5 separate regions of the Mus musculus genome follow, and all the other regions are linked to region 4. Evidence: chromatin contacts called from public Hi-C, HiChIP or PLAC-seq and promoter capture Hi-C data. All regions are on one chromosome and are shown on one strand. The core of a region is the stretch at or near the end of the contact, and the rest is flanking DNA. Distances in the headings are between cores, read along the strand shown.

Region 1 (4,868 bases), core at 1,520-4,019, 310 kb after region 4:
TATATTGTCAGACAAGGTCTCATTGTATAACTCAGGAGACTCAGAACTCATAAGCCTTTTGCCTCAGCGTTTTTAGTTTGGGGGTTACATTTCTTGCTTCTTTGTGGTTGAAAATCGTGTAAGTGAGAGATTGTTACATGTGTTTGTTACTTTTCTTTCTTCTCCCCTTCCCCCCACCCCACTTTCTTTTTGAGACAGAGTTTCAATTTAGCTCAGACTGGGCTGGAATTGAACTCCCAACTGCTGGATACTACTGGATTACAATGTAAACCACCACATTCAGCTCGCTTTTATATCTTTTGTTTTTGGCAAAGTAGTCATCTTTTGTAGACTTTAATTGTTTTTATTCCTCTCATTGAATTTTGAGAGTGTAAAACCTCTCTGAATGTTATATTGTGTGTATGTGAGTTCATGTGAGCATGCATATATGCTACACTTCAAATATGGAGGTCAGAGTATAAAAACATTGGGTGTTGATCCTTGCCTTCTACTCTGTAAGACTGTAAAAGTACTGGGCTTTTCTATGCTTGCTCTTGTTCTGAAATAATGACACAGGGACCTGGTATATTTATTAATAAGTTTCAAGTACTACAGCTGAGTATATATCCATCTATTCTAACCGACTGTGCTGCCTACTACACAGCCACATGACCCATTACTTGCCATTTTAGGCTCTCCTGGCTGCTCCTCTCCATCTGTGTCCACAAGGTCATTCTCTTGTCTGGATACCTCCACCTGGGACTCCCTCAATGGGATTGGAAGTCCTACCTTCACTCTCCTCCCAATTATAGCCCGATCAGCTCTTCATCAACCAATCAGAAGTGGCGGGGAACAATACACAGGAAATGCTTCAATAATAATGACAATGCTAACTCTCAGATCTCAGGGCACAGTAGCAGCATCTGAATACACAGCATACAAAACTCTCCCCCAACATCAGAGTCTTGTTCAGCACTACATAAAGCAGTCCAGCTGGCCAGAGAACTTCAAGTGTTCTTCTTTATCTGCCATCATCTGCTGTAGGCGCTCTGGAGATCTGGTCAGCCTTGAGTACATAACACCACCTTGTCTCAAAGTATTCTGTAATACTATCTTTGGGAGGACGTTTCCCTATATAAAACAATGAGAATAAATTTTACTTAAAAATCTGATGCACTTACCTTCAAGTTCTAAAACGGTTGTTTGTATAAAGCTGATCATAACCTAAGAATATCAGTTTTGCTTCCTGTTAGAATAAAAATGGAACAATGCATACCCAAGAGTAAATATGCTTCCAAATGACATTTGAAGACTAGGAGGAGCATTCCATCATGTAGCCCTGGTGAAGCTAAGGTAGATCATGAAGAAAGTCTGGGCTCTATACTGAGTTCAAGATCAGCCTGGGGTACATAACAACACCTTGTCTCAAAAATATTAATTTCTAAATTAGTCTCTCTCTTTAGAAGCTACTATGGAACTCAGAAAATAATTTAAAAGTGCTTTTCCTTCCCAAAATATATCTTGAGAAAAAGGAAGTTATTTTTTTTTTAAAAGCGAGTGTGTATCTACCTGGTTGTTTTGAATTGCAAGCTCATCTTGATTTGTATTTGCACCTGTATCTCTGATTTGCAAAAGACGATGCGTACAGTTTCAAAATAGCAAAAAATGTCAGTTTGTAACAACATTGATCTGTGGTTCATCACTCTATGCAGTAGAGCATGGTGTCTTGCAAATTTGGGCTCTTCGCCGTGTCTAATCGCTACTGTAGTTAATAATCTCCTTGTATGCTTCTTTAACCGTGTAACTGTTGAGAAGTTGCAACTGTAAGAGGCCCCTTCCCCTATGCAAGATTTCAGTTACTCCAGCTTTCAGGCGCACCTCCGGGACTCTGGGTTCCCCGCGAAGAGCATCCCGCCCCCTTTGTAGACGGAGTACGAGGTTGAGCTTCTGGAGCACTATCAACCTTTTCCCGTTCCACGCAAGCCTCGAGATAACAACTCCCCACTTATCACACTTTTATTCATCTCTGGGGAAAACAAAAGACACAACAACAGGGTCTTGGCCAGTTTCCTTGTCCTTTCGGCGCAGAACTAACTCACACATGCTTAAGAAAATAACGGCCGCGCAAGTTTCCTGGCTAGAAGGTTAAGTAGATGACCGCGCCCTTAAGTGGCGAGACTCACAGCGCGAACTAGCGCCCGCGAGGTCCTCCCCTGCCCAGGACCCCGACTGTCCCCGCCCCAGAGGCACGCTCCGCACCCCTCCGGAGGTGGCGGCGGCTGGATCGGCCCCGGCGCCTCTTCCGGCACACACCCGGGGCGCAGAAACTCGCCTTCCCAGCAATCTCCGCGCCCCACTGGGTGGCTCACCCCGCGTTCCGTGTCCTGTCACCTCGGCCCGTGAACCGGCCTCGCGCCTCCCCCATCCCGCCCCGCCCCTCCCCCGGCTCCACGGCGCTCCGGGACTCCCGCGAGTTCCAATCCTGGCTTCTAGCCCCGCCGGCCCCGCCCTCTGCCGCGCGCGCCCTCGCCGCCCCGCCCCCGCCCCCCTGCGCGCGGCCGCCCCAGCCAATGAGGTTCGGGGCCGCGTGCGCAGATTCAAACGGCGGCTCTTGAGGGAGGCTGGGCGCGAGATTCGGCGGTGCGGACAAAACCCTGCAGGAGGCTGCGAGTGCTGCAGTGCTGCTCGCTGCGGGGAGAGGGCGGGGGTCGGCGCCCGTGACGGAGCGGCGCAGGGCCGGCAGCTCTGAGGCGGAGGCGGCGGCGGCGGGCGGGGCGGCGGCGGGCGGGAGCACGCCTCCTGACATGTCCAGGGCATCCCTGGCCGGGCCCGGCCGCGGCTAGGAGCAGTGGGTCTTGGTCCGCCCCTCTGTCCCTCAGTCCCGCCTGGCCCTGACCTGACCGGGCCTGCTTTCCGCTCTCGGTCACCTGAGGGAAGGAGTTGGGGAAGCGGCGGGTGGGTCTCGGAGAGGGAGCATTGGCCCCAGGCTGGAGGAGGCTGACCCCGCGTCCCCGCCCAGCCCGCGCCTATGCGGTACTTGAAGGATGGCGAAGAGGTCGCGCAGGTGGGTGCCATCCCCTCGGACCCGGCCTAGCGGCCCTGTCTCGACTCTTGCTCTCTGTCCTTTCCTGCTGGTCCCCACTTAGGCCCTCTCGAGCCTGGGGGGCATAGGTTTTCCTGTTCGGTGGGTGTCCCACACCCGCTTCGGCCGCGCTGGCCTGAGAGCATCTATCATTATTAGACTCCATCATTATTAGACGACTGTGTGTAGGACTCTCTCTAACAAATGCTCAGGTTGCTGCATTGACGGATTCTCCCACAGCTCACGCCCAGACTTCTAACTTCTCACAGCCACTTTCAGGGAGGTTTCTTGCCAGGTAAGTTTGCCCACTGTCAGGGGATACGCCACGCCAGGGGAAGCGGTTGTGTTTGCCTGGATGACTTGAAATGGGGTTCTCTCCTCTGACTTAATCGTGCCAAATCAAAACAGATCTCCTTGACAAACCTGGGCGGGCACGGTTCTGGGAAATCTTGAGAAGGGAATTCGCTAAATCTCCCTTGTGCGCACTGCTCTTCTGAGCTTTTCTTTTTCTTAGTATCTTCTGAGGACATTGTTACGTTGTTACTATCGAGTAAACTTGATCCTAAACCAATGTGTCTTAGTTACTTTGTATCTCAAGTATTCATGTTTGATTCTGATTGTATCGGCATTGTAACAAGTAGGACACAATGTTGTTGTTGTAGAAAGATGTGCTAGGATGTCTTTATGCACCTAACTTTTATTTTATGCTATTGTAATAGCTACTCCTAAATTGTGTGGCATAATCAGATGACAAAAAAATCTAGTGTCTCGATTTTCAGTATTAAGGAAACCTGAAAAGTATTTCTCAGAATTTCCATTTATCTAGATACACAGCTTCAAAATCTAAGAGTCATATTCCCTGAGCTGAAATTTAGTACTGAGAGTCATTCATTGCAGAGTTTGATTTAAAATAACTACGCATAAAATACTTGGCTTTATTCATATATTCTTCTATATGTAGGTTGGTTCTGCAGATATCAACATAAATTTAATTATGACATAATTACTTTATATAAAGTGGCTGCAGAATAGATTGAACATTGAAGTGGAACAAGTGTGCATATACGCATACACCCACAGGCACACTACCTTGGTCTTTTATCATTTTGGATGAGGTAGTTGTAGGGGTTTTTAGCAGCACCTTTACCTTTACTCAGTAGAAGACAGTAGCCCTTTTTCCTACAGTCAGGACAACCAAAACTGTTTACAGATGGTGCCACATATCTCTGGGGGGATGGAATCTGGACCATGCAGGTAAGAACTGCTGATCTACAACTTCAAAGACATAACATTCCCATCTTCATAAAAGATGCAGATTTAAAGATAAGATTGCTGGAGTACTGCTTTAGGCTTTTTGAGTTTTGAAGTCTAACAATGCTTTTAAATGATGTGTAAGTTAATTGAGACAATATAGAATGATGTAAAAAATGATGTAAAAAGTTATAGTTCTGGAGTAATTGTGCTGCAGTGAAACACTTCTCTGGAAGTATGTAGATAGAGGGTGTGATGAGAGATCACCATCTCTGGTCTGTTTCTTTGGGTTTTCTTCAGTGAGTTCCAGGTGCTGTTAAATTTCTTATATATTTAAATATGATTCCTGTATTAGAAGATAATGAAATGTTTGAGGATGAAATACCTTATTCATTGGGCTTTCTTCTTTGGCTGAGAATCTTAGTAGATATGAATTCAATATATAATAGAGAAACAAAGGTCTTCAGCATACAAACACTGAGGTGAATGCAATATCTTGCATAAGGATATGGGCATAAATATAGTAGACTTTCTCTATGTTATTTGGGGGAAAAAA
Region 2 (4,869 bases), core at 134-2,633, 420 kb after region 4:
ATGTTGTTGAGATTTCATGGACACAGTTTCCCTATTCAATGTAGAAGATGTAGTCTCTTAGCAGATGTCTTAACCTCTGGCTCTTACATCTTCCTGCTTCCTCTTCCATGACCCTAGCTGTAAAGTGTTGTAGATATGTCAGTCGGGGTTGGAATCCCTTCCCATGGTCAGATGTTCTCTGCATTTCAACCAATTGTGGATTTTTGTGATAGTCTCCATCTGCTTCAAAAAGAAGTGGGATGAGAGCTTTCCTTTTTTATGTGTATAAGTATTTAGGATGCAGTTAAAATATACTCTGATTTAGGAAAATGGTAGTAGTAGGTTCTCCTCTGAAGTCCACAACCTCACCAACCATGGGTAGTTGGCTAGGCTTACAGTTTTGTCATGAATTTCCTCCTAGTGGGTGGGCCTTAAGTCTAATTAGACAGCTGTTAGTTATTCCCAAGATATAGATGCCACAATTATACTTTGGGGGATATCTTACTGTACTGGTCACTGTTAGATATCATAGACATCCATAGGCATAGGCATCATAGGCATTATAGCTGGGTAAGACTATTAATCACTTTTCTCCCTTGGAAGCTTGTATAGCACCTTTCAGTAACATGGAGAAGGCTTCCAAGTCAGTTTCAGCTAAATTCCTCCAAGTCTTATTTTTGAAGCATTTGGTGTCTTCAACAATAAGGAGTTACCTTTGAATTTCATATGTAACCAAGGCAATGTCAATAACCTGCATTTTGGTGGGAGTCTCTTGGACTCCCCTGAACTTGGAAGAAATTTTCTCATGTTGGGTACTTGGATTTTTGTTGGATAGACTATAGCTTTTGGGAGGGCATTATTAACCTTAGTGCTACAAACTTCATTTAGACTATATATACACATGTGTGTAGAGTACATATACACTTATAATTTCACATACACATGTAATTTCATGGAAACAAAAATAATATGCTTAGTTATGGCTGTTTTTAAAATATCCTTAGTGTTATCTATCCTTCCTTTCCTCTCTCTCTCTGTATTTGATGTCCCTCTTGGACACTCAGTTAAAGACCCTCACCCCCATTTTTCCAATTTCCATCCTCATAGCACTTGTAGCCTACTAGTTCCCTTTCTAGAGCTCCTTCCCCCATTCCCTTTCTGCTTCTCTGGTTTCTGTAGTTGCCTTTCTTCTACATAGCCACTCAGAGAGGGCTGGACCCTCCTACATAAATAGCAATCAAGAACATGGCTCACAAACATGGTTATGGTCCAGTCTGATGGAGACCACTCTCGGTTGGTGTTTTTCTCTTCTCAGGTGGATCAAGTCAGCAACTAAGATTAGTCACTGCACTGGGTGTTTGCTCAGTGTAGCCCTTATGCTGGCTACCGTAGCTCATTGATCTGTTTTCCTGGAAAAGGCAGTGTATGTGACCTCTATGGTGAGTGGCGGTGAGTGAGTCCTGGGAAAACTGCAGCCAGTGGAAATGATTTTCTGCCTGTGAAATATGTTGCAAAATTCCTGTTTGCTAGTGATGATTCTTTGCTTTATTTACTAAATGTTTAAACTGTTACGTGAACAAGTTTTTCTAAAACTATAAAAATACTAAACAATAGATGCTGACTTTTTAAATAATCTCCATTTTGTATATATTTTATTTTTCCTGATACTAATTCAAAATGTATGCAAAGAGGAGACTATACTATTATGAGCCCCCAGGACCTGTCACTCAGTTTTAATGATGATCAATTTTTTGTTTTCATTTATACTGCTACCTTTTCTCTCATCAAAATTTTATTTTGAAGGCACTTATAAGTCAAGTATCTTTGCTTATGGCAATCCTACAGGGTGAAGCCAGGGGCACGCCAGGAAACTCCTCCACCAGTACGCACAACTTCTACAAATGTTTGAATGTGTTATCAGAAAAACAGTTTTTTTTTCTGTTGCCTAGGGTTTTTTAGTGAGATCAGAAATGTGTCAGGTCACCAGTCCCAATGTCAAGGTAAATGCTTACACATTTAATCGGATAGCTTGTTCATGACACGAGCAGACAGTATTACCATTAGCCCTTGATTTATGAAGCCACATGTTCAGTTGTATGATGGATGTCATTAACATCGGGGAGGCAGGTTCATTCATCTGTCTCTGCCGAGAACTCTTAAGTCATGAATACACTCAACAGATGGGGGATTTCATGGTCACAAATGGAACTGTTTACCCTCTCATTGTTCCCATGTCAGCAATCAGACAAAATCCATTACCCACCAATAAAAAGACCAGCCTTCTGCCAGTTCAATTGTGGAAGGAGCGAAGCTATGTTGAAGGGATTTAGAACGTTAGAAGAGATAAAAGATGCAATAAGAAGCCACATAAAAATTAAGACCCCAGAGAAAAATTTGAGTCTCTCATTCTAAACCAAAAGGATTAAGGGATTTGAAAGAGAAGACCCAGTAAGTCTCCATTTTCTTTAACCTAAATACTTTAGAGCCCCGTTTAGTTATGAACAGTTCATAGCATCCACTGTGTACTGACAGCTTTATTACGTCATTTTAAATTCATCAACATTCAAACTGTTTTTTGTTTTATTGTTGCTGTTGCTTTGGTTGGTTGGTTAGTTTTTTCACAGGGTTTCTCTGCATAGCCTTGGCTGTTCTGTGTCCTGGGAAAGACAAAGTTTGCTTTTCTTCTGTGTGTCTGCTGTCAGTAAATGGCTTTAGGAACTGAGGTGCTAAATGCCATTCTCCAGACACCAGAAGAAAATTTCAGGGTAAAGCCCTTTGCTTAATGAAACTACAAGGTCAGCGAACTATCTGCCCTTGGTAAGAGTGAAAGAGAGCCATCTGACCTGGCCTTGGGACCTTGTAGAGCCAAAAGGAATGTGAGATTCCTACTCAGACACCTGTTCATTCATGGCTGGATCTTTTCAGGGTCTGTATGGCTAGCGGTGAACAAGGGTTTTAAGCAAAAGAAAATACTGATAATATCCAAAGAGAAGGCTGCTTCTGCTGCAGCCTCTTCTCCTCCTCCTCCTCCCCTCTCCTCCTCCTTTTTCTTCTAAAAGATTTATTTATTTATTTTTGTGAGTACACTGTTGGTGACTTAAAACATGAGAAGAGGGCATTGGATACCATTAGAGACAGAAGTAAGCCACCACGTGGTTGCTGGGAATTGAACTTATGACTTCTGGAAGAGCTGTCAGTGCTCTTAATGGCTGCGCCATCTCTCCAGCCCCCAGAAGACTTCCTATAATGGAATAACCAACATGTCAAATATCATATAGAATCTACCAAGCTTTAAATTTAATTTCTAATGCATTACTATCAATTAATATTCACCTATGGATTATTTGGTCTACTGTATTTCCCCATTTTATCTGTGGTTAGAATGACAAGATGTTTGGTTTTTGTCAAGGAAAGTAAGCATGCTTTATTGATCAGGTTCAATGAGGGGAAAAAACTCTACTATGTTAGCGAGTGGGTCTCAGGAACCACCCATGACTTCCTCTGTATAATTACCAACAATGTAAATATATCCAAACCTATAAATATGCTATATACTTCAATGCACTTGTGAATTTCATAATGAAATGAATTAGAGAGCAATTTGCAAGAATAAAGCACCATAGAAATGCTTAAATAAACAAACACTTAAACTGGGTTCTGAAGGAGGAGGAGGGGGGGGGGAGGTCAGTTTTGTAACCGAGATGGACACTGGTCAGGACTGTTGTGAGACTTTATGTCAATAATTTTGCTCTTTAGACAGTTCTTACCCTGGCTTAGCTTGCAGGCTCTCTGCACATTTCCCTGCACATCTGTCTGGTTGTTCTCTGGATCCTCCTAGCTGACCTCCTAGCATCTGAAGTGGACTATGGAGCCTTGTTTCTAATGATGTGAATTCTACAACACTTCTTACCTTTTGTTCTAATATGATGTTACAGGACAGAGGTGTTGCTTCCAACGCTCATCCACAGCAGCTCAGGATCTGGGCATGAAGTCTTTCTCACTTAGGATGTGAGACTTTGCTCAACAAAAAATAGTCTGAGAAAATAGTCTTTTTCATTCTATTTTATTTCTCTTCTTCAAATACACATTGCCAACCATGTTGTTGGCTATGATGGGAGAGGATGATGATCTTTGACAAAGACAAGGTCCTATTCCCCTAGTTAACATATTAGAAGGGGAAATAGAGCAGATAATAAATGACAGACAGACACACAGACAGATAGACACACAGACAGACAGGTACACAGATGACAGGTACACCGAGGATGATCAGAGGACATTTCAAATTAGTGTTCCTTGATATCTCTAGGGAGAAAGCTAGCCAATGAGATTTGATTTTTCTCCTTCCCTCCCTCCCTCCCTCCCTTCCTCCCTCCCTCCCTCCCTCCCTTCTTTCCTTCCTTCCTTCCTTCCTTCCTTCCTTCCTTCCTTCCTTCCTTCCTTCCTTCCCCCCTCCTTCCCTCCTTCCCTCCTTCCCTCCTTCCCTCCTTCCCTCCTTCCCTCCTTCCCTCCCTCCCTCCCTCCCTCCCTCCCTCCCTCCCTCCCTCCCTTCTTTCCTTCCTTTTTTCTTTTCTCTTCTTCCTTCTTTGCTGTTGGCAGTGTGGATGATCAAGCCCAGGGACTCACTTATGCTACTCAGATGCTCTGCCATTGAGCTATGTCTCCATCTTCTACTGAAAGACTTAGATGAATATGTATTATATGAAGACCATTCTGGGCACAGGAAAGGGAATGGCTTATAAGATCAAGGTAGGACAGTGTTTGCAATAGTGCTTGTGTAATCTAACCTCAATGTATTAGTCTCTAAGAGTTTTCTAACTGATTCCTAAGGTGGTGTTTGGTCACTGGCCCTGCATGCATAGCTTGCTAGGAATTCACAAGGTGAAGGTT
Region 3 (4,569 bases), core at 2,019-4,518, 260 kb after region 4:
TATTTTGAATTATACTTTGCCTTTATCCATTAAGATATCTCCTATGCAAGTATGAATATGAAGTACATTTTGTTATGATTTTTTTTTTTTTTGATTTTTCGAGACAGGGTTTCTCTGTGTAGCTCTGGCTGTCCTGGAACTCACTCTGTAGATCAGGCTGGCCTCGAACTCAGAAATCCACCTGCCTCTGCCTCCCAAGTGCTGGGATTAAAGGCGTGTGCCACCACGCCCGGCTGTTATGATTTTTAAGTATCACAAAATTAGAACGAGTTATACTGTTTAAGGAACAGAGCTAATTGGAGGGAAGGAAAAAGGAAGGGCAGAGGAGGGAGAAGGAGAGAGAGACTAAGACCTTTGAGAAAAATGCAAGGTTATTACTAGAATTAAGTTGTAACTGTTAAGTGACCTCTTAATCCTTATTTTCCTTCCTAACAAACGTATACATTGTGTACTATGTAAAAAGAAAGAGAGAGGAGGAAGAGGAAAAGAAATACAAATGCAATCACAAACAGCCCTGGGGCACTGGTTACTTAGGCTGGCTATTTAAATTCATATTGATTTGAACTGTAAAATGTTAGGTTTATGTCCATTAAGACTCAACTTCAAGCCAGGCACGATGGTACAAGCCTTTAATCCCAGCAATTGAGAGATAGAGGCAGACAGACCTCATGAGTTCTATGCCAGACTTGTCCACACAGTGAATTCCAAGCTAGTTATGATTATATAGTGACAGCCTGTCTTGGGAAGGAAAGAGCTTCAACTTCAGCCATATATTGTATCTGTAATCCCAGCACCTATAAGGAAGATTGAGTTTGAGGCCAGCCTGAGCTAGAGGTCAAAACTGATAGCCTGTGCTACACAGAGAGACCCTGTCTAGCAAAACAAAATAAGACAAAAACAAAACAAAAAACCTCCTCTGTGCCTATGGCTCAGGCCTGTAATTGCAGCTAGTCCAGAGGCATAGACAGGAGGATGGAAAATCAGGGGTCTATCTGGGCTATAGAGTGAGTTCTAGACCAGCCTAAGAAACTTGGGCCTTGTCTCAAAACAAAGATTAAAAAGAAGCCTGGGATCACAACTCAGCTGTAAAGTTCATTTCTAGCATCCATGAGACCCTAGGTTCAATCTTCAACATTACAAATTAAAAACAAATACAGCTTTGGAACAATTTCTATTACATTTGCTTTTAACCCTAATTATGTTACTAATGAGGACTCAGACACTGAATAAAGTACTTAACTTACTGTTGCTCAGTTTCTTCATCTCCAAAATAGAACTGGTTATGATGGTACCTGTTTCAATATTTTAATGTTAACTAAATACACAGGAAAGATGCTAATGTACAGTTGGTGGTAAGTAAATACACAGGAAAGATGCTAATGTACAGTTGGTGGTAAGTAGGCGTTAGTAGCTACTACTACTACTGTTATTATTAAACAATTTTGATCCCTTTAAAAACAACAATAAGCATACTAAAGTGGAGAGGTGAAAGCCTGTATGGCCCCAACCCTGCACAAAGAACTCTAAGCAGTGAAGGAATGTTGAGAGGAGAGGAAGCAGTCTTACCTAGGGAAGAGCACACCAGTAACTTATCCCATACCAAATAATCAACCTTGAAAACATGCATGCAAATAACAGTATACAGACTGAACAGGTTGTACTTATGTATTTAGAAATACATGACTATGTCATAGTAAGCAATGAAAAAGCTATTATTTTTACATTACTTTTAATTAAAATAATAATCAGATAACTTCAACTTCTGTCCACTTCTGTCAAGTGGACAGAAATAAACATAGAGCCTAATTATCCTGAATTTCAGAGAAAAGAGTGTGTTTAACACAAAGAACAGTTATAGATCTACACACACACACACACACACACACACACACACATACAGTTTGAAAAATGCATCAGTTGAGACCACGAATTTGAAAGAGAGCAAGGAGGGGCATATATGAGGGTTAGGAAGGAGGAATGGGAAGGGACATATAATTATATTATAGTCTAAAAAATAGAGTGAAGTGAAAATCTCCTATATATTATGCAGGCTGGGATTATATCTCAGTTAGTAGAATGCCTGCCTATCATGCATGAAGCTCCAAGTTCAGCCCTTAACACTGCATAACCTAGGTGTAGTGGTATGTACCTCTGACCCTGGCATTTGGGAGGTGGAGGCAGAAGACAGAAAGTTCAAGGTCAATTCTCTACTATAGGGAGTTTGAGGTCTGCCTGGGCTAAAAAAGTAAAACTGTATACTATATATGCATAGAAAAACCTTAATAATTGTGATCTCTAACTGCTAACAGACAACGTTAACTTTCTTTTAAACTTATTTTTTAAACATTTGATGACAAGCAATTTCCTTAACACTTAAAAAAGAAGACAGGTTGGTGGCAAACATCTTTAGTCCCATCACTCAGGAGATAGAGGCAGGTGGATCTCTGTGGATTTGAGGCCACCCTCGTCTATTTAGTGAATTCTACACAAACAAACAAACAAATAAACAAATAAACAGACAGACAGACAGACATACAAAAAGACAAATATAATAACAGGATGTTTTCTTTAAAAGTGTTCTTACAAGTTGGCGATCAGTAATTCTCAAACTGTGACCTTTCATCATTAACCTACCAGCTTATAACTACGAATAAGATAGAAGCTCAGTTACGGCACTTGCTAGCTAAGTGGTAATTTTAAAAAAATGACATCGTATTTGAAAAATTAATATACTTAAAAAAAAAAGTAGCCTCATAGAAAACTCCTTCCATGTTCTTAGGACCTTTAACCCGGACTTCCTAGCAGTGGTGGTGGACTTTAGACCCTCTTCCACACCAATCCTTTGCACTTTTGTTTTCCCCAAGCACACTCCTTTCTGCGCAAGGGGAAAGTGCAGGGGGACACTACCCACAGCAGCCTAGGAATGTGATTTCTCTGACTCTTTCTCGTGGGCCATAGAATGGGGGACAAACTACAAAAGAGATCCAGTTAAAAATACAACTACCGACAAGCTCCGCGAATCATCGACTTCCTTTCTGCCCCCACCTTCCGAGTGCCTTCCTCTTCCTCCTCCCCGCGTGCGTCGAGTCGCTTTGCATCACGGTATTTGAAGTTCTTTCTGGACGGAAGCGCCTAGCACTCCTTCGCGAGAGAGGAGCCGGAAGACTCTGGTTCCCAGAGGGCAGAGCAGAAGCTACGCCTGCGCAGTCTCAGTGAGGGCGTGTATGTCTGTGTCTGAGGGAGAGAGCGAGAGTGAGTGAGTGTGAGTGCGGGGTGGGGTGGTGGCCGTTACGTTCGGGGCAACGGCTAAGGCAGTGGAGAAGTGAGAAGAGAAACAACGTCCGGCGCTTCCGCCTTCGCCTAGGAGGAGGAGGAACTGGTAGGAAAAGGAAAGCCATTCGCCCTGGGCCTGGACTAGACCTCGTCGGGCCGGCGGAGGTCTGGCTATGTGCCTTTGAGGGTCGCTTGGGACGCCGAGCGAGAGCCGAGAGCGATGTCTCAGCCGCCGCCGCCTCCTCCGCTGCCGCCGCCGCCGCCTCCCCCTGAGGCTCCGCAGACTTCGTCGTCTCTGGCGGCGGCGGCTTCTCCGGGGGGCCTTTCGAAACGAAGGGACCGAAGAATCCTTTCCGGGAGTTGCCCGGATCCCAAGTGCCAGGCGCGCCTCTTCTTCCCGGCCTCGGGTTCTGTCAGCATCGAGTGTACCGAGTGCGGACAGCGGCACGAGCAGCAACAGCTGCTGGGAGTGGAGGAGGTGACCGACCCGGACGTAGTGCTGCACAATCTGCTGCGGAACGCGCTACTCGGAGTGACGGGGGCTCCCAAGAAGAACACGGAACTGGTAAAGGTGATGGGCCTCTCCAACTACCACTGCAAATTATTGTCGCCAATATTGGCACGCTATGGAATGGACAAACAAACGGGCCGGGCCAAGCTTCTCCGGGACATGAACCAAGGCGAACTGTTCGATTGCGCGTTACTTGGTGACCGGGCCTTCCTCATCGAACCAGAGCACGTCAACACAGTGGGCTATGGCAAGGACCGCTCCGGAAGCCTCCTGTATTTGCACGACACGCTCGAGGATATCAAACGGGCTAATAAAAGTCAAGAATGCCTCATCCCAGTGCATGTGGATGGGGATGGACACTGCCTAGTGCATGCTGTGTCTAGGGCTCTAGTAGGCCGAGAGCTCTTCTGGCATGCTCTGAGGGAGAATCTTAAGCAGCACTTTCAGCAGCACCTAGCCCGATATCAAGCCCTGTTTCATGACTTTATTGATGCTGCCGAGTGGGAGGACATTATCAATGAATGTGACCCTCTGTTTGTGCCACCTGAAGGTGTCCCCTTAGGCCTGAGGAATATCCACATATTCGGCCTTGCCAATGTGTTACATCGTCCCATAATTCTTTTAGATTCCCTCAGCGGCATGAGAAGCTCTGGTGATTATTCAGCCACCTTTCTACCTGGCCTCATACCTGCAGAGAAATGCACTGGGAGAGATGGTCATTTGAACAAGCCAATCTGTATTGCGTGGAGTAGCTCTGGTAGAAACCATTATATTCCCTTGGTAGG
Region 4 (5,154 bases), core at 2,639-5,138:
CTTAAATACATGATCATCTCTGGGTTACAGAAATCAAAAGTAAAAACAGTATCTTCCGTAACCAGAAGGACTGTAGCTTCCAGCATCTATAAATAGTTCACTGGGAAATCTTTTTTCCGAGTAAGCTACCACCTCCTGTTGTCAGTTGTATTTCTCTTCTCTATGCATTCACGATGTCCTGTAAAAGGATAACCAAAACCCAACACTTCCTCTCCCTAAAATCATTTCCTATTATCTCCAAATCACCACAAAACCTAGAGGATTAAATCAACACAGTTTTTTCATTGTAATAATTTCATGAACTACAAATCTTGGCTTTGGGGTCTCTCACAAGACTATAATCAAGTGTTTGCCAGAAGTAAGGTTCAAATGGAAAAGGGTTAACTTTACGGCTCAAAGAGGGGATTTGAGCTTTTTCTTATTGAACCAAGTGTGTTGTTTTCACTAGCCATAGGCTGGAGTCTTTCCTCAGGTCCTTCCTTGCCAGTGGGTTTTCCTAAATTATAGCTTGCTTTATCAAAGAGTGCAACTCACAAGTGCTATGATGTTCAGCTAGGGAAGCAAAAGCCACAGACCTTTGTAAGGTAATCATGAGAATGGAATGGCGTGCACAAGTTTCCCTTTATGCTGCTGGCTAGATCAACTCACTGAGTCCAGCCCACACTCCAGTGAGAAGATTGCCCAGGGCAGGGTTAGATACCATGGATACCATGGATGCTGAGGCTACTGTTAGACGCCCGTCTACCAGACCACTAAGATTGATCAGTATTATAAATGAAAACAAAAGGAAATAGAACGCCTAACAAATGTGCATTTTTTAATGTGGAGTTATGCGATAATGATGGACTTCTCTGTGCCTTTTAATTTCTTGGTTTCTCGGTGAAAGGAACTCAATCAGCAATGTTTACTTAGTGCGTTCTCAGAGCTCTGTGAGGTGTGAGCTCAGCAAATGTTGATTGACAAAGACAGGACGGCATATGGACGATAAAGTCTGTTTCTGTCTAGAGTTACTTGAAAACTCAAGTGGAGGCTTTTTAAGGTGTGATTTTAGCATTGTGCTTCAAAAATTATTCTCAAGACTCATTTCTTTTTGCAAATACAAATTTCCCCAACATCTGCCCAGTCTCAATCTCAGAGTATTTTTTATTTGACTTATACATGTAATACTATAGACAAGAATTTCTTGAAGCCTGCCAAATTTCTGCCTCAGTGGAAAATACATAGCTGATTGTTTCACAGTGTGCCACTAGGCAGGGGTTATATGTCACATCTTTACGAGAGAATATATTCTCTTAAGCTAACTAATTGCATTTTAAAATTAATTAGTAGATTTGGAGAGATGACCTGGTTAAGTGCCTGTGGGCAAACATGAGGTCTTGGGTTTAGATCTTCAACGCCCACGTGAAAAGCAGCGTGTTGCAGTACACATCCCTAACACCTCAGACAAGCAGATCCCTGCTTACCAACAGCCAGCCTAGCCCAAGGGGTGAGCTTCAAATTCAGTGGGAGAATTTGTCTCAAAAATTAAGATGTAGAGGGCTACAGAAGTGGCTAGCAGTTAAGAGTACTTCTTGCTCTTCTAGAAGACCTGAGTTCCAATCCTTACACGGGGCTGTTCGGAGCTGCTCAAGAAGATCAGATGCCCTCTTCTGGCTTCTTCAAGCACACACACACACACACACACACACACAAATACACACACATCCATACGCACATGAACATAAACATACATAAACACCCCCTACACACTCATATTTGTTAGTAACTCAACCATGTTAAACACAAATAATCATGATTTTCAACCACATGAAGATCCAAAATGAAGTTTCAAAATGTAATTTTACCATTTTTATAAATCTTGCTACTAAAAATAGAAGGAAAACCTCTATTTTAGTAACATATATAGTCATAATCATGCCACCAAAAAATGACATTTAAATATGTCCATGTCTAGATGTACATATCATATTGCATACTTAAAGGTATATATACCACGTAAGGTGGCCTGGACAGCCCCAAATATTCAAAAGTCAAAGGTGGAAGGGTTATGTGAGCTGATAAACCTGAACCAGTAAAGTTGAGCCCAGTCTGAGGTGCATAGTGAGAAACTTATCTCAAATATAAAAAATAAATGTGTACATAGCTTTCCCACAAATGAGAGCACATTTCATTTCATGATATATGAAAATTTTCTAAAACCAAGACTTCTAGAGCAAGTGAGTCTCGTTGACTTTCTAAACCTAGGCCTTACTAAACTTGGAGGCCTTACTAAGCAAGGCCTTTAACAGTTTTAGCTGCAGACTAAGTGCTATACAGAGAATTAAGTCAGCCCTCGACACCTTGTTAAAGTTGTTGCCTCCAATGGAATGATCCATTAAACTCATAGGACAGGCATCTGGTTTGTTTTAATGTATTGTTTTAATTATTCTCTCACTTCCTGTCCTTCTACAGCTTTTTCTCCTGGGAGGCAACCCTTGTACATGAGCCATTCTCCAGTGTAACTGAATTCCCGGCCTGAATCATTATCTTTCCTTTTGTGGCTGATGAATCTATACCTGGCTTCTCTTAGCATTTCTCTTTCCTTCTTCCCTCACCACAACTGGTTTCAACAATGAGTTGGGGGTTTGTTTTGTTTTGTTTTTAAATGGATTTTCAAGTTGAGGTTCAGCCCTGGCTGTTTATAGACTCACAAAGATCCACCTGCCTCTGCCTCCATAGCGCTGAGATTAAAGGTATGCACTATATCCCGAGAGTCCTTTTCACTGTGAATGATGGTTTCTTGTACTAAGTGTTGTCCTTCTTATCTTTCATTCCTGTTATTTATTTTACAAACATTTGTCAAGCAAGTACTGGTATACACCGCATTAGGTATACACAGCATTTGCCTACCCACTGACAATGGTGAGAGAAAAGAATGCTGTCCTCAGTTCTTTTCTTTCTTTCGCTCTTTCTTTCTTTTTCTTTTACAAAGGCAGATCCTTGTTATGCTAAAGAACTTCATATTAGTTGTTGAGGAAAACAGAAACTAACAAAATGCAACAGTAAGGCTTTCTGAAAGTTTACCCTGATCTAAGCTGAGATAAAGAGGGAATAAAACGTAAGAGGGGTGATCACTTCGGCAGCATATGTACTAAAAGTGGAACAATACAGAGATTTGCACGGCCTCTGCACAAATATGACACACAAATTTGTGAAACATTCCATATTTTTGTGACTGGGAGCGTGCGGGGCAGGTGGTGGTGGCGGCGGCGGTGATGGTGAGTGGGATGAATAAACTAAAAACAAACAAACAAACAAAAAACAGATGGCAGTGGCTCGTGCCTTTCATCCTAACAGAGGTAGTGGATTGATGTCAGAGTTCGAGGTCAGCCCAAGTTCCAGGACAGACAGAGCTACACAGAAAAACCCTGTCTCAAAAGACAACAAAAACAAAAACAAAACAAAAGAGGAAAGAAAACGTGCTATTGATACCCCAAAAGCTGGAGAATGGAACAGAGCATATCGGAACCCGAGAATCCTGAATAAGACAGGAAGCGGCAAGCTGCGAGGAGTGCCGTGACTATCAACCCAAGTTTGGGTTTTATCCTAGCAATGAATGTGGAGTTCTGGCTGTACCTACAGGCTATTCCTTTGGGTCTATACAGGGGCAGGTGTGGTTACCGGACACTAAAATAATCAAAGGTGATGGAGAGGGAAACGATAGCCTGCAAATCTTATTCTGCCCAAACTAACTGGTCTTTTTCGGGACCACCAGTGCACAACACCAACTCTCTGGCGTCCCTGTCACAAAGAGCCAGACTCAAGGCGGGCCCTGCGGGCTTCCCTGACGTCACGAGACTTAATCTGCCTGGGCGTTTGGAGCATTTGGTCGCCTGGCAACCGCCGCTGGCTTTGGAGGAGCCTGGCACAAGGACACTGACCAAACCAGTTACAGACCCGACTGGACAGAGCGGTGAGAAGCCCCCCGAAAAGCCTAGCCAGGAATGTTCGTGCACGCAGACTCTTAATACCGGTTAAAGTGCAGGTCCCTGAGCCCTGTCCCTAAACAGCTAGAATAGCAGACACACTTTAGAAGACTAGTTCGGACCAGCAGGCAAGGCTGGAAGCTCTCTAGAAGCCGGAGGGTGGAGGGGGCGAGGGAGCGGGGCCCAGGCTTTGAAAAGTCTGGAGGGCTGAAGCCCCACTTAGAGAATCTGGAAGCCACTGAGCTAAGGCCTAAGAAGAAATGTAGGTAGAAACCAAACTCTGAAACTGTCTGTCCTACCCAGTCTGCAAGGAGCCTAGAGGTGATAATCAGCAGAGGACCCATTCCCAGAGCCTTTCCCTCTGGTTTCTGGGAAGATGAGTCCCAGCAGTTGTATCCAATAGGAGATATTATGGAAAATGACTTCTCTTCTGAGAAAATCAAGGACACTCCTACAAGTGTTGACCTTATTGCTTTTATTATAATGTTCTAAAATGTACACAAGTTCAACTAAGTGCAGTTTAAGCCCTCTGGGGCTTATTATTTCTCTAAAACAATGAAACTACACTACAGTAAAGTTAGAGTTGGTGCTTTCTTGATGAAAAGAATGGTGGTGTTTTGACAAAACAATTTTCATGAACTCCCAAGCAGTTTATTATTTAATATTTTATGTTGTGGGTTATGGTGAGTCTCTCCCTTTCCACATTCAAACCCCTGGGTATTTTTCCTATAGCTTACTGATTACATTCCTTGGCCTTCTCTTGATTTAAAAATATTTTCAGCTTGTCTCTTCTTTTCCAAAAAGTCTCATGTAGCCCAAAATACCCTAATACTCACTTGTAGCCAAAGCTGCCCTTGAACTTCCTTCTTCTACCTCCTAAATTCTGGGGTTATATGAGTGCCACCAGCTCAGCTGCCTCCTTTCTTTACAGAGGCACCAGTTTTTATACAGAATTCATCTGTGGTGAAATAATTAAAAATATACTACTCTCTTGCCGGGCGGTGGTGGCGCACGCCTTTAATCCCAGCACTCGGGAGGCAGAGGCAGGCGGATTTCTGAGTTCGAGGTCAGCCTGGTCTACAAAATGAGTTCCAGGACAGCCAGGGCTATACAAAGAAACCCTGTCTCAAAACAACAACAAAAAAACCACTCTCAAATATGCTGCTCTGGCACATTGACTATTTTAAGT
Region 5 (5,169 bases), core at 1,433-3,932, 440 kb after region 4:
ATACACAGTGTCGTCCCAAATGATTCAAATGCAAACTTTCAATAGTTTCAATCTTAAAGCTATGCTGCATTCTGTAGAACAGCAGGAGTTTCTGATGTTTTATAGTGGAAAATAACATCCATGGTCCTTTTGAAATGGCTTAGCTCTGTCTTATAGGGGAAGTCCTTAAACAGCAGAAGTGTGGGAAAGGGTGAGGTTTCCATAACCCAAGTCACTTTGGCAGTTTGTATCTCATTGTTTTCAGTTTGCCACAGTTTTATGGACGAACATAAAGGCCCAGGGGCTAGGCTGCTTTTGCCCTGTGGGTTCTCTAGCGGCTATGAGGGGTGTGACAGCACCACTAGCAGACTGGGTGTTGGTCCCCTCTGGCTCTGTGTTTAGCAGGCATAGGCCACACTGTGAATCTTACCTGGGGCAGTGTTCCTTTCACCAATGAAGGAATGTCATCCTTGGAATAACCAAGAGCAGCCAGACCGTCATCAACATTTAGGTCAAATAGGAATTTTCGGAGGGCATCTGCCAACACAAGCCCAGCATCTTGGATCCTGGCAGTGCGGATGTTGGCTCCTAGAAGAAAAGTTCAGACTATAGGAACAGAGGGAAGTAGCTTCCAGATGTAGCTCAGTCACAATATCAGCTGAACATGTAATTTGTACCCAATGCCACCTCCAAACACTGAGGTTCAGGGCACTACTAGGGTTTCCTGAGATGTCTCTAGTCAGTGGCCCATGGATGACAGACTCAGTAGCCATCAGTTCTTTAGGACAAGCTGCCTGGGGACTTCTGATTCTTTCCTGTTCACCCTTTGTGTGGTGGGGGAGCAGAATGTCAGAGCCAAGAATGGAAGTGCTGAATAGAGACCGGAAAAGACACTGGCACTAGGATGCAGGGATGGCACATTTGTAGGGGGCATAGCTTCTATGGTTTCCAAGGCTTGGCATTTACTGACCCCTGGAGGTGTGCACATTCAATTTCTTTTCTAACAGCAACACAAGGTTTCTGCAAACAGCTTGAGGCAAGGATATAGAACTACAAATACTACACATCGACCACCAAGGGGCGGGGAAGGAAATAAGATCACAAAACTCTGTTGCATGTGAGTAGGGAAAGAAAGGTTTCCTCTTTATACCTTAAAAAAAAATTGGACTATGTTGGCAAAGATAAGGGGATGTCCCTCTTAATAAATGTCTCAGTGGCAGCTGGGCACAACAAAGACAGCAAACTCAGGGAATTGTGCTTCCTGCGAGGACGACCATGTGAAGAAGGTTGCCAAGGTTTGGAGATTTGTAAGGACAGAAGTTTAATGATTCACAGCACAAACAATAATAGAGATCTCAGTCTGAAACGGTCATGGAGTTCTGTTCTTAGGCAGGATAGTGTGCAAATGCCCAGGAGAAGGGACCAATTTCCCAGTCTGTACTTAGCACTCGGCCTCTCGATCATCTATCTAAGTGGCACACCTGTGATGCCCACAAGGCTAGCATTCTGCAAATAAAGATAGCGTTGGATGAGGTATAAACAAAAGGCCTATGAGGGAGAGGAGGCCTATCTTAGTCAGGGTTTCTATTCCTGCACAAACATCATGACCAAGAAGCAAATTGGGGAGGAAAGGGTTTATTTGGCTTACACTTCCATACTGCTGTTCATCACCAAAGGAAGTCAGGACTGGAACTCAAGCAAGTCAGAAAGCAGGAGCTGATGCAGAAGCCATGGAGGGTTGTTTCTTACTGGCTTATTTCCCCTGGCTTGCTCAGCCTGCTCTCTTATAGAACCAGGACTACCAGCCCAGGGATGGCACCACCCACAATGGGCCCTCCCCCCTGGATCACTAATTGAGAAAATGCCTTACAGCTGGATCTCATGGAGGTATTTCCCCAACTGAAGCTCCTTTCTCTGTGATAACTACAGCTTGTGTCAAGTTGACACAAAACCAGTACAAGGCCCCTCCTTGCTACAGTCAGATTTATGCCTCTTCCTTCTGTGAAGGTCAGAACCACGTCAATTCCAGGAAAATGTAAACAGAACCAGATACAGGCCAGATGGAGAGCAACAGGGTGAAAGGTACACCAGACCTGGCAGATCCATCTGCAATGCCCAACAGCAGCTAAGAGTGGATTAGGTGAGAGGCGGGGCAGGATATGGGGTTACAGTTTTATGATCCTGGGATGGCTGCCACTGAACACACGGTATAGACATCTAGATTTTCCTATGAAGCATTTTTTAGAAACAATAACAAAAAAGAGGTGACATGAAAGAAAATAAACTGGTGTAGCTAAGAAAAAGCTGAGGTTTCATAGAGAATTAACATATTTGACTGGCAATATGGGATACGATTGGAGTTTCTAAGCAGTAGGAAGAACTGCTGGGTTCTTCTCCCAGTTTAACAGGGGATCTGCCTTCTCATAATGTCTGTGTTGCCTGAAACATGGCCTATAAATTCACTATGATTTTTCCCATTTACAGTAGATCTAGTCTACTATTTAGGGCCCCTTCCCCCAATTTTTACCATTCATATATCTACAGAGGCCAGAGCTATGTCTCAGCATGGCCGAAATTCCCTTCCCTAAAGGGAGAAGGGATACAGGCCCCTGGAATCACTGCCAATGTGTGCACACAGTACATACTGTGAACTGAAGCCTGGGCTTGGGTCCAAGTCCCGGGCTTCTGACATTAACATTCCCCACACAGCACCTGGAGCCCTGGGGCACACAAAGGGCTGGTGTGTGAGTGAGGGCCAGGGCAGCAGCCCTGTGGGAGGATGTCTGCGGTCATTCCTGTCTCCTTGGGAGTAATCTTTCTAACGGCTCAAGCTACAAGAGCATAATGAAGAGTTTTTGTTACCGCCTTTTTCTTCCCACCCTAAACCCAAGTAGGGGGATAAGATGTTCTACAAGTAAACTGGGATCTCCAAGTCAGCTAAAAAAATAAAAGACTTCTTGTTTCAGAAAAACACTCAGTTTTTTTTTTTAACCTCCTCCTATGACTATCCAGAACATAATTTTATTTCCATAAGAGTCAGAAGGCACAGTGGGCATGTATCTGATTAGATCACTTATGTGACACTATGTCAAGCAGGCTGCTCACTTGCAATTGCTGTAGTTTATTGCTCGGCTTCTCTGTGATCGAAAGGTCACTGTTGCTTTATTGATTTATTTGATCAGTGACTCTGCATAGCAGAAGTCAGAGAGGACATTAGTTATGTGCCAAGCAGCACTTTCTCAAGAGGCGACATCAGAGCAGACAGCAATAGGACATACTTAATAGGGTCAATTTTAGGTTCTATTTCCTTATGGGTCCTTAGAAGGCTAAAATGATGGCATGTAAGTGCTGTCCAGGGCTTCAGGAAGTCACTGTCATTTTATCACTGAGCTACTTCAAAGTGAAAGCTTTTGTTCTTATCCCTGGGCAACAGCCCACCTTGGAGGGTCACAGAGCCGTGGGTAAAGGTTCATACCTAATATTCCTGCCGTCTCCAGGTGCCGCTCTGGAAACATCTGGGCTGTGAAGGTGAACACTGCAGGAGAGGTGAGCACCACAGAAAGGCCATGGGGCTGGGGAGAGAGATGCACAGAACAGCTCTTCCAACACTCTGACATGACTAGAACTATGAGCAGTCAAGGGCTCTCGGTGTGGGCTGGGGTGCAGCCTGGTGGCAGAGTTCTTGCCAGGGTTCCATCCCCACACCCACTGATGAATATACTTATAGAAATTGGGATAATAATAAGAGCTAGTTGAGTAATTTATTGTTAAATATTTTTACCACAAGAGGGTGATCCACATTATATTCCTTGGCTTTATATGTCTTCACTAAACCTGAAATTGGGTAAGACATGCCATGGCTGGAAAAGAAAAAAAAAAATCTTTTGTTGACACACATATGCTAGACTTCAGTAACACGGACATTGTTGCAGGGCTGCTCCTCACATGTCTGGACTGTATTGTCACTCACAGGGCTCTACATGGTGTACTTCTTGTGACAACACTCCAAATTTATTGGATTCACTAACAGAACCTCTGAAATGATCAGACTCCAGTGGTTAAAGAGTTTTATGCCTGGGATAATATGCAAGCTGGACCTACTAGTGATCCATTCTGCTAATAATTGACAGATTGTTTCAAATGCTGTATATTAACAGTGCTGAATTATAAAGGACTAGTCTGCCCTAAGAAGCTAAGTTAACCAGTCCTATTTAATTGACTTTTATTTGCCTGCTTCTTTTTTTAATTTTTATTTTATTTTTATTTTTTATTAGATATTTTCTTTATTTACATTTCAAATGCTATCCTGAAAGTTCCTTATACCCTCCCCCCTGCCCTGCTCTCCTACCCACCCACTCCCACTTCTTGGCCCTGGCATTCCCCCGTACTGAGGCATATAAAGTTTGCAAGACCAAGGGTCCTCTCTTCCCAATGATGGCCGACTAGGCCATCTTCTGCTACATATGCAGCTAGAGTCACGAGCTCTAGGGATACTGGTTAGTTCATAATGTTGTTCTACCTATAGGGTTGCAGACCCCTTCAGCTCCTTGGGTACTTTCTCTAGCTCCTCCATTGGGGGCCCCGTGATCCATCCAATAGATGACTGTGAGCATCCACTTCTGTATTTGCCAGGCACTGGCATAGCCTCACAAGAGACAGCTATATCAGGGTCCTGTTAGCAAAATCTTGCTGGCATATGCAACAGTGTCTGGGTTTGGTGGCTGATTATGGGATGGCTCCCCGGGTGGGACAGTCTCTGGATGGTCCATCCTTTCGTCTTATATTTACCTTTGCAAATCTGTGTGTAGGCACAGAGCAGAAGAGGATATGGGTATCCTGCTCTATTATTCTTTACTTGCTTTATTTGCCAAGGCAGGTTTTGAATCTAGAGCTAGGCTGGCAGCATCTCATAATGCTGGGGCTATAGACAACCACAGCCACCCATGCTCAGCTTCAGACTGTTATGTGAGTGCTCGGATGCAAACTCAGACCCTCACGCTTACACAGAAGCACTCTGTGTTCAGACATCTTGCATGAGATAAACTGGAAGCTCTTACTTCCCTGCGTTATTGAGTACTTTAGAATATACTTTATCTCCCATGGAATCAGAAAACTATTGACTAGTGTGCTTTTAAGCAGTGCTAGGATTCATGAGCTTTCAAAGGCAAGTCTATAGTAATACTTAAATTC

The links. Promoter capture Hi-C pulls out the DNA fragments that hold promoters and counts their contacts. A called contact is a pair of places that touch in the nucleus more often than the background predicts. HiChIP or PLAC-seq counts read pairs in DNA pulled down with a chosen protein or histone mark.
Region 1: an H3K4me3 HiChIP or PLAC-seq map of fetal liver shows a contact between it and region 4, with 3 times the contacts expected there. The contact joins the promoter of Mybl1 here to the promoter of Ppp1r42 in region 4. A contact is called at or near these places in 8 of 39 promoter capture datasets (the 3T3-L1 cell line, the C10 cell line, the HPC-7 cell line and 5 more), 1 of 15 datasets of contacts at CTCF or cohesin (the NIH/3T3 cell line), 5 of 115 datasets of contacts at active chromatin or transcription factors (astrocytes, embryonic midbrain, embryonic stem cells and 2 more) and 2 of 9 other capture datasets (adipose tissue and liver).
Region 2: a promoter capture Hi-C map of liver shows a contact between it and region 4, with 2.7 times the contacts expected there. The contact joins the enhancer-like site here to the promoter of Ppp1r42 in region 4. A contact is called at or near these places in 7 of 39 promoter capture datasets (the C10 cell line, cranial neural crest, embryonic stem cells and 3 more), 1 of 15 datasets of contacts at CTCF or cohesin (the NIH/3T3 cell line), 6 of 484 Hi-C or Micro-C datasets (the G1E-ER4 cell line, the N1E-115 cell line, cerebral cortex and 3 more) and 1 of 9 other capture datasets (macrophages).
Region 3: a promoter capture Hi-C map of neutrophils shows a contact between it and region 4, with 5 times the contacts expected there. The contact joins the promoter of Vcpip1 here to the promoter of Ppp1r42 in region 4. A contact is called at or near these places in 20 of 39 promoter capture datasets (the 3T3-L1 cell line, 3T3-L1-derived adipocytes, the C10 cell line and 13 more), 2 of 15 datasets of contacts at CTCF or cohesin (CD8 T cells and the NIH/3T3 cell line), 30 of 484 Hi-C or Micro-C datasets (the AML12 cell line, CD4 single positive thymocytes, the CH12 cell line and 25 more), 20 of 115 datasets of contacts at active chromatin or transcription factors (the 230-238 cell line, the HPC-7 cell line, bone marrow-derived macrophages and 9 more) and 4 of 9 other capture datasets (adipose tissue, liver, macrophages and 1 more).
Region 5: a Hi-C map of nephron progenitors shows a contact between it and region 4, with 3 times the contacts expected there. The contact joins the enhancer-like site here to the promoter of Ppp1r42 in region 4. A contact is called at or near these places in 7 of 39 promoter capture datasets (the 3T3-L1 cell line, the C10 cell line, cranial neural crest and 2 more), 19 of 484 Hi-C or Micro-C datasets (the 63-12 cell line, the Ba/F3 cell line, the G1E-ER4 cell line and 13 more) and 3 of 9 other capture datasets (adipose tissue, embryonic stem cells and macrophages).

The regions. Positions count from the first base shown.
Region 1 is chr1:9,698,110-9,702,977 of GRCm38.p6, reverse strand. Mybl1 (myeloblastosis oncogene-like 1) reads left to right here and starts at 2,769. Exons shown (of 15, transcript NM_001290397.1): 1 at 2,769-3,043. The coding sequence starts at 3,024.
Region 2 is chr1:9,581,380-9,586,248 of GRCm38.p6, reverse strand. All of the region lies in intron 3 of 2610203C22Rik (RIKEN cDNA 2610203C22 gene), which reads left to right. Among named protein-coding and RNA genes, the nearest start is that of Vxn, 17 kb to the left of the region's middle. Within about 2 kb of position 1,383, at least 13 of the 459 cell types and tissues checked have an H3K27ac peak or open chromatin away from gene starts, as enhancers often do. A contact at or near this core is called in liver, where this site is marked.
Region 3 is chr1:9,747,081-9,751,649 of GRCm38.p6, reverse strand. Vcpip1 (valosin containing protein (p97)/p47 complex interacting protein 1) reads left to right here and starts at 3,268. Exons shown (of 3, transcript NM_173443.3): 1 at 3,268-4,569. The coding sequence starts at 3,494. It overlaps 1700034P13Rik (RIKEN cDNA 1700034P13 gene), which reads right to left and starts at 4,002. Exons shown (of 4, transcript NR_040462.1): 1 at 3,046-4,002.
Region 4 is chr1:10,007,870-10,013,023 of GRCm38.p6, reverse strand. It overlaps Ppp1r42 (protein phosphatase 1, regulatory subunit 42), which reads left to right and starts at 3,888. Exons shown (of 9, transcript NM_145692.2): 1 at 3,888-3,952. LOC115487608 (a small nuclear RNA gene) reads left to right here and starts at 3,107; the gene lies at 3,107-3,210.
Region 5 is chr1:9,562,179-9,567,347 of GRCm38.p6, reverse strand. It overlaps Adhfe1 (alcohol dehydrogenase, iron containing, 1), which reads right to left. Exons shown (of 14, transcript NM_175236.5): 11 at 3,761-3,839; 12 at 3,455-3,551; 13 at 410-567. It overlaps 2610203C22Rik (RIKEN cDNA 2610203C22 gene), which reads left to right. Exons shown (of 5, transcript NR_015470.1): 4 at 3,477-3,525. Among named protein-coding and RNA genes, the nearest start is that of Adhfe1, 17 kb to the right of the region's middle. Within about 2 kb of position 2,682, at least 107 of the 459 cell types and tissues checked have an H3K27ac peak or open chromatin away from gene starts, as enhancers often do. A contact at or near this core is called in the N1E-115 cell line, cerebral cortex, embryonic fibroblasts and 4 more, where this site is marked.